Linked DNA regions of Zea mays: region 1 is linked to region 2. Evidence: chromatin contacts called from public Hi-C data. All regions are on one chromosome and are shown on one strand. Each heading gives the region's core, a stretch centred on a gene start, on an enhancer-like site or on the middle of the called end of the contact. The rest is flanking DNA. Distances are from core to core; before and after follow the strand shown. Region 1 holds the start of LOC100217040 (isovaleryl-CoA dehydrogenase). Region 2 holds the start of LOC100276845.

Region 1 (2,700 bases), core at 24-2,523, 390 kb after region 2:
GGTTTACGAGCCAGAGGCGTCTCTTCACGGAGAGACGGCTCTAAGATTATTTTGCAAATAACCCCCTAAAACACCTTAAGAGCCCCCACATTAAACACCACTGTACATGCCCTTAGCGGATGCTGATGCTTGGTTTCTTTATTACACCATCATCACAATGAATAATGTCTTGCCCAAAAGGGGATAGCGAGCCAAGAAACGTGTCTGGTTCCCCACCTTATCATCTCGAGAGCATGCGGGCAAGATTCCACTTGCTTTGATAGGCGAGCCAGCTCGGCAATTCCTCCGTAGAGAATCAAGTGTCTCTAATAACAGTGTTCTATTTCGATAATATAGAGCTTAACTCATAAAAGACAACTACAACAATCATATATTTTATATATATTTTTTTAAAAGAAATCTATAGATCATACTATGATTAACCCAAATATACTACACTTCATATTAGTGCCTATTTTTTTTGTTTTCCAATTTATTCTAAACATTTTTTATCTTGATAATGCAATACATGATTCAGGGTCTAATCATTGGAGCTCAATTTATTTTTAATGTCCTAGATATTTTGAATGATGCAGTATGTCAATTTTTAAGATATTATTTTAAAACACATTTTGAGATGCTTAATATATACTAGTATGTTCGGTTACGTCTATTATTTTGTCCCGGTTGCATGGTCTCTTGCGTGCTCAATTTCAATTTGGTTTGCTTTGGCGCCGTGGCGTGGCGATCTCATATGAGGGGGTGTTTGGTTTCTAGGGACTAATGTTTAGTCCCTAGATTTTATTCCATTTTAGTTCCAAAATTGCCAAATATAGAAACTAAAACTTTATTTTATTTTCTATATTTAGCAATTTATACACTAAAAAGTAATAAAATGAAGGGACTAAACATTAGTCCCTAGAAACCAAACACCCACTGAGTCACGTCATCATAATATTCTGCTCTGAACTCTGCGCCCATTCAGACCTTAGGAGACCGAAGGGGATTAGATAAGATTTAAAAAGGTTTTAACTTATAAAAGAGTTAACTAATCCACATCCGTCCCTCTCAACACAATAGGCTCGTGTGGATAAGTGGATGTGGATCCGATACAATCCCAATCCCATGCAGTCCGGTCGGTGGATCCAATGCGATCAGGCCGGCAGCTCCCTGGCCGGCTCCCAGCCCGAGCCCATCATTGCGCCGCCGCCTCCAGCTCCAGCTCATCCGGATGAGGGGGAAGGAAGACGATACCAGACGCTACTCCTACAACTCACCACCACTACACTATCCCCTCCGCTCTCTCTCCGCACTACTGCGTATTAGGTAGCCTCTCGCATTGACAAGCCAGCCGGTGGTTTGGTTCGCTTTGCTTTGCTTACGTGCTGCGCTGCGCGCTCCGACCAGGCCCGCCCCGACCGGCGATGCAGCGGTGGCTCCCGGCGCTCCTCCGCCGCGCGGCGCCCGGCGGCGGCGCGGCGCGGCTCCTCGCCACGTCCTCCCTCCTCTTCGACGACACGCAGGAGCAGGTGCGTCATGCGCTCGCTCTCTCCACTTCCCACTCGGCGGGCCCGCCGCCATTGCGCCTCGCCCCATGCCTGATCGACCCAATTCCTCGCCCGCCCGCCCCCTTGCACCCCGCCGCCAGTTCAAGGAGAGCGTGCGCAAGTTCGCGCAGGAGGCCATCGCGCCGCGCGCCGCGGCCATCGACGCCTCCAACCACTTCCCGCGGGACGTGGACCTGTGGAGGCTCATGGGAGACTTCAACCTCCACGGCCTCACCGCGCCCGAGGAGTACGGCGGGATGGGGCTCGGGTACATGTACCACTGCATCGCCATGGAGGAGATCACCAGGGCATCCGGCGCCGTCGGCCTCTCCTACGGCGCGCACTCCAACCTCTGCATCAACCAGCTCGTGAGTCGTCGTGACTGCCGCTCTGGTTGTTTATGGCAGGCAGAGGACACGCGCGGTAACCAAATCATTTGATTACTCACCCAAGCGGCAATGCTACTTGTTGTGTGCAGGTCCGGCACGGAAACCCGGAGCAGAAGCTCAAGTATCTGCCCAAGGTGCTGTGCTTTTCCGGATTTGCTTCACATCACCATGATGTTTGATGTTTCACAAGGACCGTAGTTTTCTCAAGGAAAAAGATGCACATCGCTAGGATTTCGAATGTTTTCTGTCATGACGGGTTATATTCACGCGTTTTTCATTTTTGCCTTCTCTCCGAAGCTGATCAGTGGGGAGCATATCGGGGCACTGGCGATGAGTGAACCCAACTGTCAGTACCATTCCAACCCCGTTGCTGCTCTGTTCTTCTCCAGCAGTACTATAAGGTTCCTTCTAACGCGTTGCTGAAATGTAATTTCAGCTGGCTCTGATGTCGTCAGCATGAAGTGCAAAGCTGAGAAAGTGGACGGTGGCTATGTCCTTAATGGGAATAAGATGTGGTGCACCAATGGCCCGTCTGCTCAGACACTGGTATTTTTGCTCTTCTTACATTCATTCCCCTATGCTTTCTGCACTCCTGTTATCCTGCTAATTCATCCATGTTGGGATTTTACAGGTTGTTTACGCAAAAACAGATCTAGCTGCAGGGTCAAAAGGAATAACTGCATTCATAATCGAGAAAGGGATGCCCGGGTACAGAACCACTCCGTTATCTTCATTGGACATGATTGAACCTGAACGTGTATGTATTTCTACAGCTTTCTCACCAT
Region 2 (2,700 bases), core at 41-2,540:
AGAAAACAGAAAAATAAACTTCCAGCTTATACAAAACTTGACGACATTCAATTACATATAACTATATGAAGGGTTGTCTGGTACGAAGGAAGACAAAGAAATTGCACTTCTCCTTCGAGATTATTGTTAAGCGGTATAATAGGAATTAGGAAATGCTCACTGTGCTTGAAGAAGCATGTGGTATATAAAGTGGAGACTGCCGAAGGTAATTTACCCTGACAGTGAAGAATAGATGCCTGTTGCTACTCCTGCCAAGCTATAAATGATTTGGGACAACCCCGGAGTAGCATTTAGCACTCCAAGGAATCCATCATACAATGTGCCCCCATATTCATCATTTATGATGCCTGCGAGAACAAAGTGCCAGATTAACAGTTCAAAATATCTAGGGGGAGATGTGTCGTTTTTCAGATTATTTTTTTATTTAGCATTATTTTCCGTCCCCAGAAAAAACCGAGCTAGGAACAGTAGCTGAAAGCAACTCCCGATGTTGACTCGTCCTACCCCTAGCATATGGAATTCCCAAGACCCAAGTAGTACCTGCTCAACAACTCATTTGGACTCGTCTACCCTACGCCTCATGTGAAGTAAAAAAGAATCTCCACTAGCAGTAAAAAAGTAGTCGTGGGATTCGACCAAAAAAACAGACGTGCAACCTTGGCTGATAGACCAATAACAAAATCAATTATCAAATGCACAGGCTTATACTCCAATCGAAACACCAGCATCATGCATGCAGCATCCGAATCGAATGACTGATGAATCAGGTAATAACAGGGTGCCACCGGTCGGATCGTCGGAGGCGGGGGATTTGCAGCCTCCATCCAATCCAGGGGGGTCACAATGGCGTCGGAAACAGCAGGAGACGAGAAGTCGGAGCCCAGCGACCCGCCGTGCAAAAGCTAGCATCTAGGCAGCGGCGCGCGCACCGGACCTAGACCCACACGGAGTGGGGAACGCCGGATCCGCCGCGATTGCAGGGCGAGGATAGGAGCTCGAGCGAAGCTGAGAGTAATGGCCGAAATGGAAGGCAGGATGCCGCACCGCAACTGACCTTGGGCGGATCGGAGGCTTGAAGCCAGGTGCAGGCGCGGGTAACCGCCACCGCCTCCCGCTCCCCTTCCTCCGTCTCCTGCTCGGTGTCATGGTCCTCGCGGTCGGGAACATTTCTCGGCCTGCCGCGTTTTTGGTGCTGCGAGGAGCGGGGAGCCAGTGACGCGAGACGCGACGGCCTCACAGCCTCGGCACGCGACACCGGACAGGCGGGACACGCACGGGTAGGCGTCTACTAGGGTACTGCAACTAGGGGAAAGTGAAAAGTAACGGGAAGCGCATTGACTGTTTGTGCACGGACGGGGGCCCACAGGCCAACGACAGGCATGTGCTGTGCAGTGCAGGTGCAGCAGTAGCCAGTGCCCAGTAGGTGCAGGCGTGCAGCGCGCCCCAGTGAATGGTCCCCGGCTCCCCGCCTTGGCCTGGCCCGCCTTGGTCAGCAAGAAAAAATATATAGTCAGCCCTTTTTCTCATCTTCTAAAAGAAAAATAAAAGAAAAAAACGAATTCACCGTCATCCTCCTCCGTCCCAAAAGGCGTCGTCGACCATGAATTTTCCAGCGCACTCATGAATTTTCAGCCCATATCTGAACTTGGTTTAGAAAAATTCTAGGGCAAAAACCTCCTTGTGTGGTCTAAAAAAATGCATGACAAAATGTAGACACAAACTAATTAAATTAATATATTTATATATGTAGTATATTTGTATATTATCATAAATCATATGAGAGATAGTTATATACAACACTTATTCTATAGAGAAGCAAATAGAAAAGTGTGCTATAAGTTGTACATTAGAAAAATAGTATATAAATCTATAAAATCAATTTCTATATCTCACCTCATGAATTTAAGATGGGCTTATATATAATCTTTGGAAAGTTGTGAATATCACATTCTAAAAAATAGACTACTGATTAGTTAGATTCCTATTCCTCAAAATGAAGGGAAACAAACGGGGCCTTAGCAGTTCAGGGGTGGTTTGTTCGGTTATTATAACACTTTATATCATTTTCATCCTAAATTTGTAGTGTGGGAAACACAGGAGAATAAAGGAAAATAATTTATTAACGGCTACCAATCTTTGCTTTTGTGTGTGTGATGTTGTAAAGGAGTCGTACAAACACATATCCCTCTATTCCTAATCAATGATATACTTGAGCCAGGAATTACGAAATACATATCATGGATCCTTTTTTTTCTCTCTACCAACCATTTTTCTGATGTTATTGAGACGATTTAGTTCTGATGTTATTGAGACGATTTAGAGCGTGTTCGTTTTAGTGCAATCTATGTGGTTTAGACAGGATTGGGTGATTTAAATCCATAGCAAGTCAAAATTACTCTTAAATTTTTCCAATATCCTTCAGTCCATGTGGGATGAGAATAATTGAACTTACATATTTAGTTTCATCGAATTCTTTTCCAGCTATGTATCTATCTCACAAAGTTGAAGGCAAAATATTGGACACCAAGAACAGGTTGACCGCATCATTATTTTCTAGTGTTCATTGAACTAGCTGGTGGACTGCATCATTATTAAGTCCCTAGATTCTTTGAGCTCGTTGAGATCATCAACACAGCCGTATTGTGACTGCGCTTCTGTGAAGTTGAGGACCCAAAACGATCGATGCTCCATCTCGGATGG

The links. A called contact is a pair of places that touch in the nucleus more often than the background predicts.
Region 1: a contact with region 2 is called in a Hi-C map of ear, with 5 times the contacts expected there. The contact joins the promoter of LOC100217040 here to the promoter of LOC100276845 in region 2. A contact is called at or near these places in 3 of 25 Hi-C or Micro-C datasets (bundle sheath, ear and tassel).

What each region holds. Positions count from the first base shown.
Region 1 is chr6:34,857,449-34,860,148 of Zm-B73-REFERENCE-NAM-5.0, forward strand. It overlaps LOC100217040 (isovaleryl-CoA dehydrogenase), which reads left to right and starts at 1,274. Exons shown (of 12, transcript NM_001143412.1): 1 at 1,274-1,894; 2 at 2,005-2,049; 3 at 2,213-2,261; 4 at 2,352-2,461; 5 at 2,547-2,623. The coding sequence starts at 1,574.
Region 2 is chr6:34,470,546-34,473,245 of Zm-B73-REFERENCE-NAM-5.0, forward strand. LOC100276845 reads right to left here and starts at 1,291. Exons shown (of 5, transcript XM_020539818.3): 1 at 1,055-1,291. The coding sequence starts at 1,167.